Linked DNA regions of Capsicum annuum: region 2 is linked to region 1. The links are chromatin contacts, called in public Hi-C maps. All regions are on one chromosome and are shown on one strand. Each heading gives the region's core, a stretch centred on a gene start, on an enhancer-like site or on the middle of the called end of the contact. The rest is flanking DNA. Distances are from core to core; before and after follow the strand shown.

What was found. A called contact is a pair of places that touch in the nucleus more often than the background predicts.
Region 2: a Hi-C map of bud shows a contact between it and region 1, with 2.4 times the contacts expected there. The contact joins the promoter of LOC107863775 here to the enhancer-like site in region 1. A contact is called at or near these places in 4 of 5 Hi-C or Micro-C datasets (bud, leaf and placenta).

Annotation. Positions count from the first base shown.
Region 1 is chr3:64,196,220-64,201,452 of UCD10Xv1.1, reverse strand. No RefSeq gene overlaps it. Among protein-coding and RNA genes, the nearest start is that of LOC107863776, 23 kb to the right of the region's middle. Within about 2 kb of position 2,167, at least 5 of the 5 cell types and tissues checked have an H3K27ac peak or open chromatin away from gene starts, as enhancers often do. A contact at or near this core is called in bud and leaf, where this site is marked.
Region 2 is chr3:64,289,332-64,294,442 of UCD10Xv1.1, reverse strand. It overlaps LOC107863775 (cationic amino acid transporter 8, vacuolar), which reads right to left and starts at 2,491. Exons shown (of 2, transcript XM_016709907.2): 1 at 1,972-2,491; 2 at 1-1,255. The coding sequence starts at 2,335.

The sequences.
Region 1 (5,233 bases), core at 918-3,417:
AGGGATTTTTGAATATCATTTTTGAAAAAAAAATATCTGCCTTCAAAGAAGAATGTCAATTTAAATAAATTAAGAGCCTTGACTATTTAGTGAAAATATTTTTATCTTTCACAAAGGAAATTGATTTTAGGTGAGAATTCTTTTTTTTTTTTTAACTTAAAAGAACTACCTTATCATATTGAAAAAATAGAAAGCCATTTTGATATTTTAAAAGTTCATTCTAAGGAAAAATATAAAGAAAGATATACTTTTATTACCTTTGAATATCACGCTGTAAAATAAAATACGCAAAGAGACAAACAAAAGTAACGATTCAAAGGGGATTTATAAAGGCTAACCAAATTAATAATTTTATACAAACACATAATCAAATAGGATTTATAAAGAAATGAATAAGAATTAAAATTTGGGCCCTTTCCAAATCTAGCCAACTTTGGGCCCATTCTTTATGGACTTTGGTCCATTTTTCTGCAGTGTATACCACATGTATACCAGCCAGGTTTGTTTTGAGTTTTTATGTATATCTCCATGTATACACTATATAACAGTGTGGAAATCAATATATTCGGCATCATTTTTTCATGTACATGTATGATAGTGTACAGCTGCAACTATTTCGGTGTATATTTGCTGTATACGAATGTATACCAGTCCCTGGACAGATTTTGATGGAGACTTTTGAGTCGAGTGAGGATGGTTTTGAACCCGAGGAAATGCAGGGGCGATGGAGTCCAGTTGGACTCGCCAAGAAGCACATAAACAAGAGAGAAAAACAAAAATTAGAAGCTATTCAAGTGTTCTTAACACATAACTCAAAAGGGAAGAAATACATACAACCATTTACTCAATAATGTGATAAATGAAGGAAAAACACACCATAAAAAAGTTTGTGTCAAAGGTATTTAGCTAAGTAATTCATATGACATGGATAAATCAACCAACTAAAATAGCTTTACAAATGGTTGAAGCTTGAAGAAACAAATATTGGTGAAAATTAGTCCTTGATTTCACAAACTCAATCCTATTTTGCTCTTTGTGGAATAAATCAGGAACCATGATCTCTCAACTATCTATTATTAGGCAATTCACAAAACTTCAAATAACTAATCATGACTTAAACAAGGTTCAACCTAAACCACCGAGCTAAATATATGCCACTGTCTATGCACTTTTGGCCATAGTAATAGGTCCCTTTGTTGAAAGAAAAGCCATGTACAGACTGATTAAAAATAGAAGAGCAGGTTAATGCAAGTCTCAATACACAAAGAGTAATATTACTTGGAAAAAGCTGGAAATCATGAATACAACATAGAAATATAGTATTAAAAGCTAACCAACACCATTAAAACGAAACAATGATTTTTGACATAAAAAGAAACTAGAACAGAGGAATGTGAAACCAAGGACATCGACACGTTAACAATGATTCTATCGTGAAAAAGGAAACCTATGGCTTTCAGAGCCTCTACAGCAAATAATCTCACCAATAAAAGAAAACTAAATTACTACTACGAGAACTAAGACGGGGCGGAATCACGAAAAAATTAAATCATCGAGAAGTTTTAACTCTTTTAGGGCAGCGAAATGGGACATCGAGTCTGTCACGAGTACTTTCACCACCAAAACTCGACTTGGACTTTCCAGTGTTGAATCATTCTTGCGGAAATTTAGACGATTGCAGCGGATTTAGACGAATTCTACAGAGAACTTCTTGATTACGTGAGATTAGAGGAGCGCTCCTCCAAAATCTCCAATTTTTTCCCAAAAAGTCCTCCCTCCCTCCTTCTTCTGCATACATGGGTGTTTATAGGAGAATTGGGACTTATTTTAGGGGTAGATCGGAGGGGTAAAAAGAGGACCGTTGTTGTACTGTTGAGCATTGAAATTGTGGCTATTGTTGCAGCTGTTGTCGTTGAAAGTGGGCTGGTCGGGTCGGATTTTTCGGGTTGCCGATAACTTGGTTGTTGTCTGTTTGTTGATGGATGTTGATAACGTTGTTGAATTGTTGTACGTTGTTGAGTGTTTGCTGATGGGATTTGCCGTTTTGAAGCTGTTGGAACATTGATATTGTTACTATTTTGTCGTTGTTGGGTAAAGGATATAAGGGGTGGATTGGTTTAGGCCGGGTCAAGCGGTGGTGTGGGCTGAGGCTTGTCGGGCTGTTAAGGGTGGTGGGTTGCTGTTATTGTTGAGGTTAAGGGTGATGGGCTACTGGGTTGCTGGGCCTGGCGGGTCTGGGCTGATTTGGTGTTGGGCTGGCTGAGTGGCTGGCCCAAAGAACTTTCTTTAAAGAGAAAAAAAAAGTGTATATGTATAAAGTAGTATACTTAAGTATTAAATTACAAAAAATAACAACACTTTTATCAAATTACATTTTGTAGCATATGTATTTGTATTTTTGTAGCAATAGTTTGCAAAAATACAAAATACATATCGATCATAAGGGCAGTAAAAATCATATGTATTTGTATTTTTGTAGCAACAGTTTGCAAAAATACAAAATATAACTTACTCTATTATGTAATTATGAAACTCATAATTAAAGAGATAAGTATATTATTTCTGAATTTTTCCCGGAAAAAAGAAGAAGGTTATTTTAGGTTATTTAAAAAATAGTCACATATTATAATCTTAGTCAATTTTATTTGAATTTTAACCATGTTGAAAATCAATTGGTCAATTACATTGCAATTATGGTCAAGTTGATTTCAATTACAATCAAATTTAATAAATTGACTAAATCGAATCAAAATTTGAAACGAATCAACTAATTTAATCCTGAGTTTCTTGATTTAATAAAATTGAACACATATTTTTCGAATAAATTATTTTTGATAACAAATTATATCTAAATCAAAATTTGACCCATTATAATTAATTTTTTAAGATAACCCTTGATCAAAATTTAATTTCTATTAATTATTTAAGTAATAAAATTATATGATCTGGTATACAAATACGAGAATATATAACCGCTACTTAAAATAATAAAATTACCTAGAAGATATTTTATTTGAATAAAATAAATGTTGTAATTTTATTTAAAATCAAAGAAACTCAAAATTAAACTTAGTCGTAGAGAACAAAAATTAGGTGTCAACAATCCTATCCATGATGACCCAAATCAAATCAAAATGATTCCAAGACCGAAGAAGACCGGTAATGAAATCCATATTGGTCATCTCCCATTTCCATTCGGGCAAGTCAATTTCTTGATACAACCCACCATTCATTTGGCCATGAAATCAACCACATCCCTCTTCATACCGTTCCACCAATAGATCTCCTTGAGATCATAATACATCTTTGTCAAGCTGGATGAACAACATATAGCAACTCATATGCCTCAGCCAAAATCCTTTGTCGCAAATCATCAACATCAGAAACGCACAACCTCCCTTGGTACCATGAAGTACCATCACCACTAATCTCAAACACCACTACATTTTGCCTACCAAAATCACTTTTGATTTTCATCAAAACAAGATCTAGCACTTATTGTTCCTTAATCTCTACACCAAGATACGATCGAACCACTTCTTGCACCATCACACCACCATCCTTGGAGTCCAAGAGGCGAACTCCAAGATTAGCCAAGCGGTGAATATCCTTACCAATTCCCGTTTCCCTTCCCCCACATGACCCAAACTCCCCATGAACAACCAGCTAAGAGCATCAGCAACCACGTTAGCTTTACCTGGGTGGTAGTAAAGACTCATATCATAGTCCTTGAGAAGCTCAAGTCATCTCCTCTGCCTGAGATTAAGCTCCTTCTGAGTAAACACAATTGTAGACTTATGATTAGAAAAGATATCCACGTGAACACCATATAGATAATGCCTCCATATTTTCAAACCAAACACAACTACCAACAGCTCCAAATTATGAGTAAGGTAATTCTTCTCATGCACCTTCAACAGCCTAGAGGCATAGGCAATCACCTTCCCATGCTGCATCAAAACACAACCAAGACCTACCCGAGATACATCACAATAAACTACGAACCCATCATTGCCTTCCGGCAAAGTCAAAATTGGAGCTGAAGTTAACGTATCCTTCAACTTCTCAAAACTCTCCCCACAAGCATCCGACCAGGAAAACTTGACCTTCTTCAAAGTCAACTTACTCAAAAGAGCAGCTATCGACGAAAAGCTTTCCACAAACCGTCTATAATACCCGGCTAAACCCAAGAAGCTCTAATATTAGATGGAGTCATAGGTCTAGGCCACCTTTTAACCACAACAACCTTCTAAGGATCCATCTTTATCCATTTGCTAGAAATAATATAACCTTAAAAAGTTACAACGTTCTACCAAATCTTACACTTAGAGAAATTGGCATACAACTGTTGTTCCTTTAAGGTCTGCAACACCACATGGAGGTGATTATCATGATCCATCTCACTGTTCGAATAAACCAAAATGTCATCAATAAACATAATGACAAAGGGGTCCAAATACTGACTGAAAACTCTGTTCATCAGATCCATAAACCCCGCCATGGCATTAGTCAATCCAAATAACATCACCAAGAATTCAAAATGCCCATACTGAGTACGAAAATCCATCTTAGGGATATCCACCTCCCTAATTTTAAGCTGATGGTACCCCAACCGAAGATCTATCTTACAAAAGAACTTGGCACTTTATAACTGGTCAAACAGATTATCTATCCTTGGAAGAGAATACTTGTTCTTAATTGTCACCTTATTCAACTGCCTGTAGTCAATGCACATTCAAAGAGAACCATCCTTCTTGTGTACAAACAACACCGGTGCACCCTACGAAGAAATACTAGGACAAATAAATCCCTTGTCCAGACGATTCTTATGTTGCCCTTTGAGTTCCCTCAACTAAGTCGAAGCTATTCTATAACGACGAATAGATATTGGACGAGTGTATGAAAGCAAATCAATATCAAACTCTATTTACCTATCCAGAGTAACACCAGGAAGATCATCCGAAAAGACCTCTGAAAACTCATTAACCACTGGAACTGACTGTAAAGAAAGACTTTCCAAGTTAGAATATTTAATGCGGAACAAATAATAAAGACACCCTTTAGAAATTAACCTATGAGCTCTAAGATAAGACATAAACTTTCCCCTATGAGGTAGAAAATCACCCTCCCATTCTATAATTGGCTCACCAGGGAACCTAAAGATAACCTTTCGGGTCCGACAGGCTAAGGATGCGTAACAGGAGTGTAACCAGTCCATACCCAAAATAACATC
Region 2 (5,111 bases), core at 1,242-3,741, 93 kb before region 1:
GGAAGTCTTTGTTTTGGAAGTAGCGCCATCCCTAAAGTGCCCAAAAACCACAAAGCGCCAGTCACAGTATACCCAATCCAACCTTTTTCTTTAGTACTCCAAAGAACTGTTGCCCCGATTGATGAACCAATTACAATGAATAAGCACAGAAGGAATTTAGCCAAATCATACTTCGGAGTAACATCTGTAACGTAGTATCGCCTAACAAGCAATGCAACAGCCATAAGCATGAAAATGGTAAGTGTACTAAATGAGAATACACTTGACAAGACATCCAAGCTCGTGAACAACGCAAGAATGCAGCTAGTTATAGTTGTCAAGAGAGTAGCATAAATTGGTGTTCCAGTTTTCGGGTGAACCAAAGCAAACCACGGGGGAATCATATGTGCTCTTGCAATCTGAGTTGTGTATCGAGATTGTCCCATTGACCCAACAAGCATACTCGTAGTCATTCCCTTAAGTGCACAAATCCCCACCAAATACTTAGCCCAATTCATACCAATACCCTCAAATGCAACTGAATAGGCTGCATTAACATCCACTTCAGTGTACTTAACCATCATGGTCAACGCCAACGCCATCAAACAATAAACAATCGAGATCATAGACATTGAACCAACCAAACCTAATGGTATATCCCTCGACGGCTTCTTAGTTTCCTCGGCCATATTAGCAACCATATCAAAACCTGTATATGACCAATACACAACTGCTGCAGCTCTAAATACCCCTCCAGCACCAAAAGGGAAAAAAGGCACCAAATTCGACGTCTTCCCATGAATAAACCCTACAACAATAATAAAAACAATCACACCAGCACTTACTATAGAACTTAGCCAATTCAAAATTGACGTTCTCCTTGTCCCAGTCATAGCAAACCCATTTGCAAGTGCAAGAATCACAAGAGCTAATGGATCCAACAAATTAAACCCTTCAGCAAAAGAAACAATCTTGATTCTCAAAAAATCAGGATCATTCTTTATAATACTAGCAAAATACGATGACCATGAACGTCCTAACCCTGCAGCACCAACAATAGCCTCCAAAAGAATATTTGCAGCAGCTATAAACGCAACAAAATCACCCAACTCAACTCTCAGAAACGAAAAAGATCCACCAGCTATAGGAATATCAACAGCAAATTCTGTATAACAGAACACAGAAAGCAAAGCAGAAAGACCAGATATTGCATATGAAAGGATTATAGCAGGGCCAGCATTATTCCTAGTTTCTTGACCAGTAATACTGAAAATACCTGAAACAAAAAAAAAAAACAGTAGGTGATTCTTTCCATCTGTTATAGCCTTGGTGGACAGAATAGTTACCTGGTACCCGCATTGCTGGTGGAGGTAGCAGGTATCCCGTGGAATTAATTGAGAAGCGCGAAAGCTAGCCCAAGACCACGGTCATGCAACAACAACAACAACATACCCAATATACTCCTGCAAAGTGGGGTATGGGGAGGGTAGAGTGTACACAATACATACCTCAACCTCAAATGTGGGGTATGGGGAGGGTAGAGTGTACACAATACATACCTCAACCTCAAATGTGAGGTAGAGAGACTGTTTTCCATAAACCCCGACTCAAGACAAAGGTAATTGAGGTACAAGAAACAAGAGATAATAACAAAACAATAGATAGTAACAAAACAAAACTACCACAAAACTAATTCTCCCTTCATTTCAATTTATATGACTACTTTCAGTGTTAATCTATTTCAAAAAGAATGTCCCTTTCCTTTTTATGCTTAGAACCACAAGATTTAATAGTTTTTTTATTTTTTTAAACTCCCTATCAAATCAAAACATGTCAATCAAATTGAAACAGACAGAGTACTGCAATCCATCTACCCGAAACAACAAACATGAGCAAAAACTCCAAAAACAAGCAACTACAAGCATACCACTACGAGTACTAGTACAAATACCAGCGTCATCAAAAAGAAAAAAAAAGAAATACTTCAAATACCTGAACCAACGACAGAACCAAAGCCAAGCCAAACAAGATCCCAACAAGTAAGACATTTTTTCATTTCATTTTCTGATTCTTTCTTGAGTTCAACCAATTCACTTGTCTCTGTTGAACGTGCAAAAAGACGGTTCTTGAGGCGTGTTGGGATATGGGACAATGCATTCTTGTAGGATGACCAATTGTTGAAAGAGGGTTCAGGGAAGAAATCTTGCTTGCTAAAGCGCCAATAGGGCTTATGGGGTTGATGGGTTTTTGGCGAATTCATTGTTGTTGATGTACAAGGAGTAGTCATTCCTCCAACAATTTTCTTGGAGGAATTTAAGGGTGTTTGGAGTTCTTGAAAATGGCCTGAAATTGTCATGTTTTTTCCAGAAGTGTTGTAAAGAGAGTATTGATTGCATCAATTGTTTCTTGTTAGATTTCCTAGATTTTAGGGGTTACCATAACCAAGACCAAAGAAAAAAAAAAACAAAAAGGATCAAAATCATTTTTCCAATCCAACTTTGTCCTGAAAAAACTTTCTACTCAATTTTAAACAATAACCATACTAATTCTTTTATCCTAATTGACTTTTAAAAATTTCTATTTTATCCTTTTATCATCGATTTTTTCATTTTTTTAACTTTTTAAAAATCATCATATTTTCATTTTAAAAAAAATCATATAATAAGTTTTTTATAAAAACATAAACATTATCTTCTAGAAAAAAGTAAGAAATACTAATTAATATATAAGCTAATGATAATCTTCATGAAGTAAATTAACATGATAAGAAAATTAGTTTTATTAATAATAACCAAAACTATAATATTTATTTTACAAGTGAAAATAATAAGTAATACTAATTTTATAAATATATTTCAATGCAGAAAATACAAACAATAAATGAAAACGATAAGTCTCTAGTACCACCCCGAACTATGGTCAAAGTTGTTACGACACACTCCAACTTCACAGGGATCCTACAATCCCCTGAACTCAAATTTAGCGTATTTTTGTCATTTTTTTGTGCTAATGTGGCACCTTTATTATATAAAATGGAGTTCACATCAAAGGTGTCACGCCATCTAAAATGATTGACAAAAGGTATTACGTTAGCTAAAAAGATTTACAAAAATACGTTAAAATTTAGTTTAAGGGGTAATAGGACCCCCGTGAAGTTGGCTTATGTCGTAGCAAATTTGATCATAGTTCGGAGGTACTAGATGTTTTTCTCGAATAAAAATAAGGTTAAATTTTAAAGATTATATTTATTTATGTAAATTATAAAATATGTAGCCCTCTATTAATGATAATCACAACTTATTACTGATATAGACAATAGATAATATCATTTCTTATCACTTGATTCTCATATTAAAAATAGATGTTTTAATTTATCTGCTCAATTTGTGAAATCAAGAAAATCGTATTATGTTTTTTTCTACCCTTTAATGTTAAATAACTATATAAAGTAACAGTATAGATAAATTTAAAGTTTCAAATTATCATTAATAAGGTTAATTTAGCAAAATATACCTCTAAGTAAAATTTTCTTAAGACTTGTGTTATATCAATAAAAAGTTAAGTAATATGAAACGAATTTAGTAAGAGAGTGATAAAACACGAAAATATACGCACATACATGTACATACATATGTATATATACACACTTAGGGGTGGGTTGTTTGGAAACAAGTTATTCCGAAATTAGTTATCACAAAATAAGTTGTACTAACATGTATGTGTGATAACTTATCTCATCACTGTGGTATAAATGGTGCGATAAATAATTTTGAGACTACCTAATACATCTTAATTAAATGCAGAATAAATAATCATGAACTTCATCTCTGAATTATTATAATTATACCTCACACCAAATGACTCTTTAATACATATAATACTAAAATAACGATCTTAAAAAATAACATTGAATTTTGTGATAAATTAAAAAAAACATTAATTTGCTTATAAAGTTAATAAACTTAAATAAAATGTTATAAATATCCATGTTAAAGAAATATTCATTACATATAATATAAAAAGATATTACATAAATATAGAATTAAAATTACAAAGACAAAATGAATATTGTATAGAATAAAGGGAGAGTATAATTATTGTTCAATGTTGATGGAAGAGTTTGATTTTTTAATCAAAATTTGGGGTGCGTGAAAATAATTTTTTCACCGGAAAAAAAAAGGGGGTTACCATAGAGAAGTCAACTATCAAGAATGTATTTGGACATATGGCTGACCGTTCAGTTGGTTCTGTTTAAATAATTTTTTATTTTCGATAATAATATTAATCAAAATTATATTGAAATAACTATCGCCTTTTTGGTTCGATTTGATAATACAACTTTCATTAGCTTTTACTCACTAATTTTCTAATTTAATTTTTATTTTTATTTGTCATTTTTATATGTCAAGACAATTTTTTTTTATCATTCTTCCTATTAATTACTTTTTCTTCAAATTTATTTTAAGACATAATCTAAATATAATTTAATAGCGGTATTATGATAAATAACTATGTTATTCATTATTTTTGTTAATAGATGTGTCAAGTCAAAATGTAAAAATTAAAAGCGACCGAAGAGAGTAATATGATCAAGAATGTATTTGGACATATTCGATCGGTTCAGTTTAAGAAATTTGAGTTTGACTTTTTAACTTTTGGTTTGATAATAATATTAATTGAAATTAAATTAAAATAAATTTGATCCAATGTGATTTTAGCATTTTTCATCCGATTTGATAATAATAACAAGAATGTATTTGGACGGATAGGACAGCATAATAAGAACAAATGACTTAAAGGGTACGGTCTTTTTTTGTTTTGTTTTGTTTTATTTTAATATAAGGAATTTTTGAGTTCTTGAAAATTATTTGAAACTGTCATGTTTTTTCCAAAAGTGCTGTGGAGAAATATTGTTGGATTTCTAAGATTTATGGGATAACCATTTTTGCTGATTTTGTTGGTTGGTGTTACATTTTCTTCTGGTCTATCAGTATAAAATGAAGTCAAACTACTCCTTTCATTCCTTTTTAATTATTTTTTAATAAAAAAGGTAATAAATATTTTAAGATATATTTCTTAATTAAATTTTAAAAAATATAATATAGTATATTTTTATTTGTTTTTTAATATTT